2 separate regions of the Hordeum vulgare genome follow, and region 2 is linked to region 1. The links are chromatin contacts, called in public Hi-C maps. All regions are on one chromosome and are shown on one strand. Each heading gives the region's core, a stretch centred on a gene start, on an enhancer-like site or on the middle of the called end of the contact. The rest is flanking DNA. Distances are from core to core; before and after follow the strand shown.

The links. Hi-C and Micro-C count contacts between places; a contact is called where the count stands out from the background.
Region 2: a contact with region 1 is called in a Hi-C map of seedling, with 5 times the contacts expected there. The contact joins the promoter of LOC123402183 here to the promoter of LOC123404511 in region 1. A contact is called at or near these places in 2 of 6 Hi-C or Micro-C datasets (leaf and seedling).

The regions. Positions count from the first base shown.
Region 1 is chr6H:451,675,734-451,682,055 of MorexV3_pseudomolecules_assembly, reverse strand. LOC123404511 (protein RGF1 INDUCIBLE TRANSCRIPTION FACTOR 1-like) reads left to right here and starts at 4,128. Exons shown (of 4, transcript XM_045098441.1): 1 at 4,128-4,367; 2 at 4,479-4,682; 3 at 4,820-5,035; 4 at 5,136-5,836. The coding sequence starts at 4,317. The coding sequence ends at 5,414.
Region 2 is chr6H:452,268,335-452,274,953 of MorexV3_pseudomolecules_assembly, reverse strand. It overlaps LOC123402183, which reads right to left and starts at 3,710. Exons shown (of 1, transcript XM_045096062.1): 1 at 2,816-3,710. The coding sequence starts at 3,616. The coding sequence ends at 3,026. It overlaps LOC123401145 (chaperone protein DnaJ-like), which reads left to right. Exons shown (of 6, transcript XM_045094876.1): 6 at 85-270. The coding sequence ends at 118.

The sequences.
Region 1 (6,322 bases), core at 2,879-5,378:
AGTTCATTCAGCCGTCTTGATTATATTACTTTTCATATCAAAGTTCACGGTTGAAGAGAAGTTTAAATCCCAAAGATTCAGCCTGCACACACAAACACACACGGATAAAGACCGGATCCATGTGGATCCGCCTAAGGCAAACACCGATCGAATGCCATAAGATTCGTCGGGGATAAACCTCCGCACGCCTTTCACTAACGCTAGAAACACCATTGGAATTGGGCTAATCCTAGAAAATCTTATTTTATTTACAAAACCGCTACCGTATCCTCATTCTAAATAGGACACAACCCCTAAAAAACTTTAAAATGTATATAAAACGAAGCCCTCCTCCTTCATAAGAGCATCTCGAGTTGTGCCCCCAATAGGCCCTTCACCGATCATTTTTTCGCTGATGGGAGAAAAACGGTCCAATCGTGTCCCAGGAGCCTGTTTTTTGCTGGCTCGGACCGAAATTGGACCCGGCGGTCCCAGCCCGAACCCAACGCGTTGGGGGCGTCGACGAAAAGAAAAACGACGCGTCGGGGGCCGTGTCAGGCGAAAAAAGGCATTTTCTTCTTTGGAACCGCCTCTCACACACCACACCTTCCGCCAGCATGCCTATTCCGGCGCCGCCCCATCTACCTACCGCCGCTACAAAGGCTCTTTCCCTGTCATCTTCGCCACGGATTTGCCCCCTCCCCCCCCCCCCCCCCCGCTTCTTGGCGAGTTTTCTCGGCACTCTAGGCACGTCCGCGGACGCGTGACCGCCACGCTCGCCAGGTGTTCGGCAATTTGCCTAGCCTATGGACTCCGACGACGAGGAGGCATTCACGACGCTACTGGAGGAGGAAGCCGATGCCGACGCCAGGATGAAGAGCACCTCATGGTCCTCTCCTCTCTGGCCGGCTTATTCGTGAGCAATGCAGAGCCACAACGAGGTGTCTCGGCGCCGGACCGGCTAAAGGCAAAGTAGAGGCATCGACTAGAACGGTATTGCTTGCTCTATGTCGACTACTTCGCGGACGCTCCTCTGCACTTCGATAAATTATTCTGACGAAGTTATCGTATGAGCCGGAAGCTCTTCCTTAGGATTGTGAATTTCATCACGGAGTTCGACAGCTACTTCAAGTGTAAAAAGGATTGGACCGGCACACTTGGATTCACCTCGCTCCATAAGTGCATGACACCTATGAGGATGCTTGCGTAAGGAGCTCCAGGTGATATTCTCGAAGACTATGGACGCATAGCCAAGTCCACCACCATTGAGTGTTTCTACAAGTTCTGCACGGTAGTGGTGGCAGTTTTTGGACCTTAATATTTGCGATCACCCAATGCTGAAGACCCTGCTCGGATCCTAGCACAAAATGCAGAAAGAGGATTTCCTGAGATGCTTGGAAGTATCGACTGCATGCATTGGAAATGGAAAAACTGTCCATTTGCTTGACAAAGGATGTACAAAGGCGCCAAAGAAGGTTGGAGTGTGGTACTTGAGGCAATGGTCACACATGATCTCTGGATTTGGCACTCCTTCTTTGATATGCGAGGAACTCACAATGACATAAACGTATTGCAGTGCTCGAATGTCTTTGTCAAGCTTGTTGAAGGTCATGCTCCTCCGGTTAACTACGAGGTTAATGGATACAACTACAACAAGGGATACTACCTAGCAGATGGCATCTATCCGAGATGATCCATATCTGTGCAGACTATCTCAAATCCCGCACGAGGAGACAAGCACTTCTATTTTACCAAGCATCAAGAAGCTTGCCGGAAGGATGTCGAGCGGGCATTGGGTGTGCTTCAATCTTGTTTTGCTGTTGTCCGGTACCCTGCTCAGACCTAGTCGAAAGATCAAATGTGGGAAGTCGTGGCTTGTTGTGTTGTCTTGCACAACATTATCATTGAGAGCGAGCAGGAGGAGCTAGTGTTTGACACTGAACCATATTACAGGCAAGGTCCTCTTGCTCAAGTTGATCACCAGCTACCGACAACCTGGACTGACTTCCTCAACATGCGTGAGAAGATCCAAGACCCATAGGTGTATCAACAACTATAACACGATTTGGTGGAGCATCTATGGAGGCTCAAGGGCAACGCCTAGCTTGATTTTTTTATTTGTATTGATTTGTTAAACTTTTTTTTTATATTAATTTATGTGATGAACTATTTAATAAAAAATAACTATTGTTGTTCAGTTTGTGCTAAAATACCGAATATAGATCAAAAGTGGATCAAATTTACGTAGAAACTGGATCGAAAGCGCTGGGGCGCCCTTGGGTGGGCGGCTGGAAAACCGGGCCCCCACGCCATTTTTAACGCTAATAGATCCTCAGACAAAGCTATTTGGGACCACTGAAGGTCGAACGGCTGCAGATGCTCTGACCGTGAGACCACACGAAGAGGTAGAACGGCACCGGGGAGAGAACGAGGAACTCTAGAGCGGACTGCTACTTGTTAATAACCAGGCGTGTCCAGTACATTCAGTCGCCTTAACTATACGTATTACTTTTCAGATCAAAGTCCCTCATTAGGTCAAAAAATTGGAGCCAACTTATTGGCACATTTGGGCTATACTACACGCGATTTCTTAGGACGTAACGTACCAGCATACCACTATAATAGCTCAGGCCCGTAGACGGGGGGACTGCACGAGCACAGAAAACTCTTATCAGGAATTCGGCCATGTATATGTGCCGTGACGCTTCACGCAACACCAATCCGTCCGTGCCTACGAAACTCGATACAACTCAGCAGCATGGACTCGACTCGACTCGAACTCGAACTCGAACTCGGTGGGCGGAACAAAGCTGCCCCCGACATGTTAGGTTGTCAACGCCTACCGTACCTGCGATTAGGCGGGCCCCGCGGTTTAGCAAGTTGGCTCCTTGTTTAATCCCTCCTATAAAACAAATCGAGACGACGCGGACGTATAACTGCTTCGGGACTAATCTACGCGGTGCAGCATTCCGAGCTTTTTCCCTGTGACCTGACAGCGATCACCCACGATATCTTGCACGCACCGAGTAGATGTCTACAATGCTCTTAGGAGCTGACACGTTGCTTCGCACATGGATCTTGCCACGGAAGAAAAGCACAATAATAGGCAGCGCCCGCAACAGCACAGTGGACAAAAACGTGTGCCCGGTGGCCTCCTCAACGGCAGAGATCAGTGTGTGCACAGCGGTAGCAGCTATCAAGATAACTGGGACGTTACAGGAGTGGGTGGGCAGACCGCCGTGCACCGGTAGCATCATCTTGCCGAATCGGTGACGGCAGAGCACGGCCCGGCTTAGGTGGAAAACGGAAAACGAACGGACAGCTCGAGAAATCCGGGCATGGGCGGTTCCATCCATCCATCCATCCATCATCGCCGGCCGACGGCACTAGAGAAAAGGCGACGGCCCTGGTTCCAGAACGCGGGGAGCATCGAAGGGATATGGTCCTCCGTTTTTAAATATAAGTCTTTTAACCGTTTTCATTAAAGGAATGACTACATACAGAACAAAATGAGTGAATCTATACTTTAAAGTATGTCTATATACATCCATATGTAGTTTTCTAGTGAATCTTTAAAAATACTTATATTATGAAACGAAGGGAGTAGTATATATGGCGGTATACGCATGCATGCACGGTTGAGGATGCATCCGATCCCTTTCGATCCACTTGCTTGCGCGGGACTGGCCAATGGGCGACGCATTTGGTGCGGCAATGGCGTCGTTAGTGGTAAACTTTTGTGCCATTTTTCTTTCTTCACTTTTGGGAGCTGAGAAAACGTGGGCTTTCGCTCTGCTTGCACCGCCTATTTTGGAGCTGAGAAAGACAAGTGTCCGGCGAATGCAATGGAATATCCCAGAGAAGCATCCACGCGGAGCGAAAATACAACTAAAAGCGGGTGTGTGCCTCTGCGTAGCACTGGCAAAAGAAATACGCTCTGTTTAGGAGAGGAGTGATCACAATTTCCCACCGGATCACGGGGATGCAACCCGAACCGGAACCGCGACGGCGACGGGCTCACAGAGAAAACGCGCCTCTTTGATGGGACTTCAGAGCTTGTTTGTGTAGGATTTGCGATTCGACCGGTCGCGACTCGCGAAACGGCCCGGGCCCGCGACGAGTCGATAAGAACGGGCCCTAGAGCTCACTGTCAAGTACGCGCCGAGTCTTCCTCCTCCCATTCTTTTTTTACTTGGCACAAGCCACAGGTGCTGCACTACTTTTCCTCGGTCTACAAAGCCTTCGCGCTCCTGCGCCGGCGAACTGCTTTCTTGCACAGCATTTCTTCCCTCCCCTGCCATCTTGCATCCACATTCCTCTCCTTTCGCCGGCCGAAGATGGCAATAGACCACGCATCCCCTCTCGCGCTCAAGAGCGGCGGCGCCACGGTAATTGATTTCTTGATGCTTGTGTCCCTCCTGCTATGTGTTCTTGGTTCTCGTTTGTTCATCCTAGACTAGTGGCGGCGCCGGGTTGAAGCTGAAATGTTGGGTGTGCAGGGAGGAGCGGAGTGCGACGAGGAGGCGGGGAACCAGCGGTGGCCGCCGTGGCTGAAGCCGCTGCTGGCGACGAGCTTCTTCGTGCAATGCCGGGTGCACGCCGACGCGCACAAGAGCGAGTGCAACATGTACTGCCTCGACTGCATCGGCGGCGCGCTCTGCTCGCTCTGCCTCGCCCACCACCGCGACCACCACGCCATCCAGGTCAGTGGACCATTCATGCACGCGGACGCCCCAATGCCGGGGTCCCGTGTCCGCCTTCTTTCCTCCCCCGTTCGATCGATTCATGCCGGTTTTCATGGTGACTGACGATGCGTATGGACGAACGGCGTGCGGGGCAGATACGGAGGTCGTCGTACCACGACGTGATCCGGGTGTCGGAGATACAGAGGGTGCTGGACATCACCGGCGTGCAGACGTACATCATCAACAGCGCGCGCGTGGTGTTCCTCAACGAGCGCCCGCAGCCGAGGCCGGGCAAGGGAGTCACCAACACCTGCGACGTCTGCGAGCGCAGCCTCCTCGACTCGTTCCGCTTCTGCTCCCTCGGATGTAAAGTATGTAGTATATGCGCTTCTCCTTACAATCCAAGCTTAATTTGGCCATGGCCTGCTGCATTGCAAGATTGTAACCAGCACTGCATCTTGTGCTCCGCAGATTGTAGGCACGTCCGGCGGCCACCGGCCGAGGAAGAAACACGGCGGCGTCGGCGGCGGCGGCAAGAAGAAGAAGAGAGCGGCGCTCAAGGACGCGCGGTCGGACTCGGAGCACTCGTGCACGAGCACAAGCGGCGGCAGCAGCGACAAGAGCAGCGTGGTGCAGAGCTTCTCGCCGTCGACCCCGCCGGCCACCTCCAGCAGCTACCGCGCCGGAAACAAGCGCCGCAAGGGCATCCCGCACCGGTCGCCGTTCGGCAGCCTCATCGTGGAGCTCTAGGACGGCACACAGAGCCAAGCGCATGTCTGGCCTGATCAACGCTCTAGCCTACTGTATACGTGACATAGCCAAGAAGGTAATAGCTGCGCGCCCTGAACGGCGATGAGCCGCCGTCGAGGGGCACACACTAATACTATAGCGTGGTACTTCCAGTTTCGAGTTTTAGCTAGTTACCACTGGTAAAACCCTAGTGTCAGACTGTAAAGTAACTTGCAACTCCATGACGACGACCAAGTTTTGCAATATACAGTATACTGTAGTGTACTCCATGCGACTATGACCATATGGTTATCGCACTAGATCGTAAATGTGCATAGATGACAGATAAATGTACCAGTAGTATGTGGAGCAGGAGGGCAGTGTGGTGTTCATGTACTGCACGAGCCATGTAATGAAAATAAGAACGCTGCTCAGCATGGCCATGTTTTGGTGTTCCCAATGCCGCAGAGCCAGGCATTGATCTGGCTGGGTGGCGGCCTTCACTCGCTCGCTCCCAGAGCCAGTCCTCTGACACTCAGCACAGAACAGAGCGAGCCCGCCATTATTGCGGCTGCCGGCTGCGCAGGAGATGCTCGACGTGGCCGGCGATGCGGTTACCCGGTGACGTACGTCTCAGCCTCCGCCTGAGGAGACGGCGGCGTGCATTTAGCTGACGGGCGGAGGTCGGCACGTGTTTGGACCGCTCGCGCGCGTGGAAAAGCCCGTGCGCGCGCCGCGCGGTAGCTTCTGGAAGGGATGAGTCATGGGACGCATGGCCGGCTCGGTTTCCTCCACCCGGCGTGGACGGCGACGCCGCCTAACTTGATGGACCCGCCATTTGTCCGTTCCTGACGTTGACGCCTGCCTGCCATCCTCCGTCGACCGCATTTACTTTCCGCCGGTCGCCGCCCGTTCGGAATCGGAACAGG
Region 2 (6,619 bases), core at 2,461-4,960, 590 kb before region 1:
CTGGCCTCCTTATTTGGTAGCATGCACACCTCAGATAGTGTTTTTCTTATCACACTGTTGACATTGTGTACTTATGGTTTCCAGGGCGCGACATTTGAGGGAATGGGAGCCCCATTGATCAATAGGTACAACATGTTTATTCCCGAACTTGTTCGGTAGTGTCTCTGATGGCGATTGAACATGTATTTTGTTCTTCTGTAACCCCGCAATGGAACCTGTCATGTGCCCTTGCACTGGTGCTAGAAAGAGATGCATGTTTGCTATTTCCAACCGTGATCTGGTTGTTTACACTTTGGCTTGTCACAAGCATGGTAACAATACATGTAATCACCTAATTGCAAATCCAGGTGCGTGTGTATGGGTTTTCTTGTAACACTCAAAAAACTCTATTCTCACTTATTTAATGGGTGAGGCAAATCTTTTGCCTCCGTTTCAAAAATAAAATAAAAAATCCAGGTGCGTGAAAGGAAATAAATCTATTTAGTCGATGGTGCAACATGCTGATAACAGATTTGAGTTGCATTATGTAGATGTTGATCACAGTGGTGGTACAGACTTTAGATGGCAAATTCTTCTCCATTGATCTGCCCTGCTTTTTTAAAAAAAAACTGAGGCAAAAGATTTGCCTCATTGATTAATTATGAACAGAATTTTTTGGTTAATTAACGGAAAACCGATCGAAAACCGAGATCTACCTTGCTTTTAAGTAGGAACCATAATGAAAAACACGCTTTTCGTCTGAAAGGAGAACCATCATTTGGCCAAAGTTGTTGCCCTAACATGGTTAATTAGCATTGGAAGCTTTTTTTTTTACCAGTAAGTAAATCACTAGTCTTTTCAGCCCTTGTTCTCATGAACGCCATAGGACCTTTCTTTTACCGAGACACCCGGTGAGTAAATCACTGATCTTTCCAGCCCTTGTTCTACTCATGAACCCCACTGCTTTGACCTGTAAAGTCTCAGCTGAGATAATCGCCCACAGTGGACAGGTGAGCTGCACTTGTACTATTTATAACAAAAAAAAGGGCGTCACCGTTTTTCTCATTATACTCTGGAACATGGACTGCGCTCTACCTGGCCCGCTGTTCGTCGTAGGGCCTCGATATCGAGTGGAAACGGACGGACGATGGAATCGAACAACGGCGTGGGCTTTTGCCGTACCGCAGCCTTGACGAGCGAGGCTATATCTCTTTTTTCGAAAACTCGAGCGAGGCTATGAGTTGTCCCTGCCTTTTTCTTTTTTGCTCCCCTCGGTTGGACGGACGAGTTGTCTGATAAGATGAAAGACCGATTGCCATGTACTCGCTCGTGGAAACAAAAGCTGCATCGGTCCATTTCTCTTCGTTTCGCTTTGAGGCAGCGATCCAGGACCAGACAACGGCTGCGGTCAGCCATGGTCGCTCGCTCGACGCGTCTGCGTACAACAGTAGTCCGTAGACATGCTCGCTAGGGGTTTGTACTGCCTTCACGTTTTGCACACACGACAAGATTATGTTTCCAGGAGGCCAGCCAGGCAATAGTGCTCGGCTCTGCATTGGCGAAACTTTCGGACAGTGATGAGGTGAAAAAATTACCTTCGTCAAAAAATAAAAACGCCACAGCGGCCAGCCGGCGACGCAGCTCGCTCGCAAGCGTCCAACGGGGGCGCACAGGGGGGAAGGCTCGTCGCCATCGACGCGCTCCCGTCGCAGCTCGAGATGACGAGGACGTGGCGCCTACCGCGGCGTCCACCGGCCGCGTCGATCCACCAGAGGGTTCGCGTCCCGGACGCTTGCGACGAATGTGCCACTCTCACTCGCAACCTACTGATTGCTCAACAGTTTTTCGGCAAAAGATTGGTGCACAGCTCAGATAATGACCCGCTGAATCCTATTACCACCTTTTATCTCTACAGCAGTTATTATACTGTATATATTTATATATATATAATGACTTGTTTTTGGCCGGTGAACAGCTCAGATACTGCAGCGCTACTGGCGGCAGCGATGAAGCGGGGCATTTTTCCTTTCGGAAGAGGCGCCACCTTCTCCGAAAGATTCCACGAACAAAGCTTGAGCTGTTGGGCAATGATTACCTCATCGGTGCAAATAGTGAGCTGAGCTCGAAATGATTTCGAGGGGAGTTGAAACTTGAAACGTCGGCCCGCGGTGAACCAGTAGACCACGATGTGAAGAAGGGTAGTAGGGGGAGAGCTCGCTGCACGATGCGCTGCGTTTGCCGCCGAGGCAGCGGGCGGCAGTGTCAGTGCATTATCGGCAGAGGCGCTAGACCAGGCAGTAGTAGGGCGAAGGGTCCTCTCCTTCACTGCTTGCGACGTACTCCTAGGCGCGCGTGTGCTGCGCGGGCCCACATGTCGGCGAGACGAGGACACGGCGGTCGAGACTGTTCCTTGTCCTGAACCTGCTCCGCCCAAGGCAGCACGACTAGACGGGTGTGCACGACACACAAGCTGCCATCCCCTCACGTACCCCCCACTCCATACATAACATCAAAAGCTCTAGATAAATGGGGCAATGAACACCGCCGGACTGGTTCTTTTCACCACGCTACCGTGCTTAACTGCTGGTCGATGTTGTGCTGGCAGTACCATCTGTCTCACAGGCCTCGGGTTTCTAACTTTAATCCTGATGAATACCCAAAAAGCAATCAAGGATGCAATGCAATGAAATTGCAGATTCATGGATGGTAGTGGAAGGAAAGTGCTACTAGCGCAGATCAAATCGGGGAGCTTAAAACGCCCAATTTGATGGTAGTATTAAGTGTACAGACACATGAGCAAGGGACAGCAAAAGCAAGGGGGAAACACCACCGCCCAAAGAGTAATCGAGTGCATTCAGGCGCCCAAAATCACAGGCTTTTGGTTTTAGTCTAGCTTAATCATCATCATAGCATAACATTAGCACGCGAGCCACAAAAGTGAAAAAGAAGAACCTCCATTCCATATAGTTAATTGATTAATATTATAACCACCTTCCTAAAAGCAGCAGACGGATCCCCCACCCCACCCCACTGGTGGCGAGGAATCTCACCCCCGCTCCGGCATGCTCGCCGACGACCTCCGGTGCTGCCGGAACGCCTTCATCGGGCTGGGGAAGTGCCAGCCCCAGCGCGCCTTGGTCGCCGCCGCCTTGGCCGCCACCGCCTTGGCCTCCACGGCCGTCGCGGAGACCGAGCTGGACCTCGCCAGCCCCAGTCTCTCCTCCTCCTCGTCCTCCTCCGGCGCGGCGCATCCGTCCTTGGCAGAGGACTTCCAGAACGGCGTCCACCCCCAGACCCTCGCCTTTCGCCTCCCGGAGGCGGCGGTGGCGACGGAGGCCATCGCGGCGGAGGAGGACGCGGCGACGGACCGCGAGCGCGCCACCCGGTGCTCCCGCTCGATGAGGCTGTGCACCCGGCCCACGGCGTCGCCGGACGCCGAGGAGGAGGAGGACGGGGAGGCGCAGGTGCAGGGGCAGGGCCGCACGCGCGCGCAGTTGGGGCAGAGGCGCAGCAGCCGGTCGCGGAGGCAGTACGGGCACACCCCGCCGCCGGATCTCGCCGCGGGGTGCTTCCGGCACCGCCACTCGTCGCCTCCTCCGCCGACGGCCGCGGCCACCGCTGCCTTCTCCGCCTTCATCTCCCTCCGTGCGTGCGGTTGCTCTCTCTCTCTCTCTGCCTCGCGTTTCTTGGGGAGTGAAATGTGGGGTGCGTTACCAGCGAATACTACGAACTCACAGCGTCGCTGCCGGAGTGTGTAATAAAGGAGGCGCCGGCGGGAGGCTGGCTTAACGGCGTGTGGGTTTTCGGGTGCCGAGACTGGGCACGTAGCTTGCGGTTATTCACGAGGCTGCCATCGCTACAGCTGGGCAGCGGTTGCCGTCGGATCTTCTGCGGTTGCCTATCAACTGCTGGAACAAAAAATAAATCTCCAGTCCGATTCTGAGCAACAGGGAGGAGCATCTGCTATACTTACGTCGTTGGTCGCAGAGGATCCCGGGGTGGACGAAAGATAAGGCTGCCCGCGCACGTGCGGGGGCGGGAATGAGCCGTGCTTGGGTCAGTTGCGTGGGGCCCGCGTGTCGGTTCATGAGGATGGTGGCGACCGAGACGGCTGTTCCTTTATTTCCCTCATCAGTTAATTAATTAATTATTTAAAATGAAACCTTGCTGCCCGTGTGGAGTGCACCTGCAGAGCGTCCATAGCGGTTGCAGTCTCGCGGATCTGGTTCGTAGCGCGAATCGTAGGTATCGCGTCTATTCTACACGCACGTCGAACAGGCCGCTACTGACTGATTGACTACGGCCGCAGCGCAGCGTATCGCCTTCGACGTATCGTCCGCTTCTGCATGCACGTGTGGTTGACGTTCGGCGACGCCTGTGCTTTGGACCGGAGCCGTGTTGTCTCGCGTTCGGGTGGACGGCAAAGTCAAAGCGATTCGGCCACCATTTTGCATTTTTGAGCTTTATTACCGCAAGATTAGTAGTACGAGTAACTCTTACTGTGTTCCCTTAAAAAAGGATTAGTACGAGGAGTGCACTTTACCTGCATCGCTTGTAGTCGGTCTTGTGCAATAATAAAAGAAGAGATAGACGAGACGCACACTCGTTCGTTCTCAAATCGCGCACCAACGCGCTCGTCGGTACTACTGTATTAGAGAATGCGCTGAAAGGGATCGATGCTAAAAATTCTTCCCCGTCACTTGCAATCTGGATGGTGCCCATGATTCCGTCTATAGTTAAGTTGCCAAACGTGTCGGCAGATGGGAGATCAGGGATTAATCTTTCCGGTGTGCGTATGCCTTGAAGGAGTTTGTCGTAAACACTCCCATCGAACGTGTCGTGTCTCCATCGGCATCAGTCTTCGTGCGATAGTAATATTATAGCAACTGACGCAGTTTGGTAGTAATCCGTTAAAGAAAAAGTGTTCCTGTGACGTGCTGATCGGTTCCAATCATTGAGTAACACTGCTCTTTGCACACGGGCCCCAGCAAAACTTCAAGGTTAAGATAAAGGCGCCATTTGAGGCGTGATGGTGTGGTGCCTGATTTATTGATATTCATTCTGCTGCCTTGTTTGGTTCATACTAGCAAAAGGGCCCGTGCGTTGCAACGGGAGAAAAAATACCACATGCTTTTAATCTTTTGTAATCATTTTGATTTATTAAAATAATAAGCTAACTAACTAATGTAGTCAGTCCTATCCTATTTTGTTGAGAAATCAACCCGTTCATTGTTAATTCCACCATGATGAAAAATTGAACGGGACAAGCAAAGCAAAACAAACAGGCTACGTGAATTGATCGATTGACTGTTATCTTATTTCACTCATGGGGTAGAGAATGTGGGATCAGATGACAAACTAAAGGTGGTGTTCCATTCTCTCTCTACAACAATGCAATCTTACATTCAATACATTCGTTCATCAGCAAACAAATTTCCACAAAACAAAATTTCTTGCCGGTGCTTGGCACACGGTTGGAGGCATGGGGAGGGGATCTCACCAGATGATGAGTTCCTGCCGGAGGAGGGGATACGATGAGGGTTAGGCGCCTCTATCTGGCCATAAGGAGTCGTCGTTGCCGCACCATAACCTCGGAGTTCCCCGTGTGAGGCATGGAGGCCCGCCTCCAACTGCAAGTACTTCGCTCCGCCGCGCCTTATCCGCGCGCCGCCGCCGTTCTGCATCGAGCAGACGCATCATCCCAAGTCGTTGTAGCTGTCGCGTTGATTTGATCCAGAAGCTGTGCTCGAGCGCCGAAACGGGGGCAGCAAGCGGACAGAGATACGACCGCGGAGGCAGGTGGGTTGAGATCAACAACAGTGGTGGTTGAGGTCGGCCGCGGCGGCGAGTGGTGTGGCAGCGGCCTGGGCACAGGCCAGGGTGGACCAGGGTCGACGCGATGCGCTCGAGCGCCGCAACGGGGGCAGTGAGCGGGGAGAGGTACATCCGCGGAGGCGGGTGGGTTGAGATCGGCAGCGATGGCGGTTGAGGTCGGACGCTGCGGCGAGTGGTGTGGCGGCGGCCTGAGCACATGCCAGGGTGGCCCAGGGTCGACGGGAGGAGGCGATGCGTACGGGTATAATTTTTGCAGCGAATCGTTTTTCCTTTTGCGTTGCAGATAAATGATGGAGCGCGGGTTGAATAACAAAAATTACGGGGGCTTTTTTATAAAAATACCGTGGTGGGTTTTCCGGCGGAAGCAATAGCCGTTTTATTATTAGGTATAGATTGTGTACTACCTCCGTTCCAAAATATAAAATCTTTTAGGGATTTTACTAGGAGACTACATACGGAGCAAAATAAGTGAATCTATACTCTAAAATATGTCTATGTACATTCGTATATAGTTTATAGTGCAATCTCTAAAATGTCTTATATTTAGGAACAAAGGGAGTATATTATTGTTTTTAGAAGGCGTGGCAGATAAATGCTATTCATATGTATTGGTAAGTCACTTGGATAAGTTTCTAGAAATGATCAAGTAATACGAGATCAAGTTCATCACAAATTAATATCTACTGTATTAGGCATGTGTTGCAAGAGAGAAATTATAAGTTCAAGGTCACAACTTAAAGTGACTAGTAGAACGCCCATGGCTTGCTTTAGTCTAAAATAAAATAAATAAAGAGAAATGTATGAC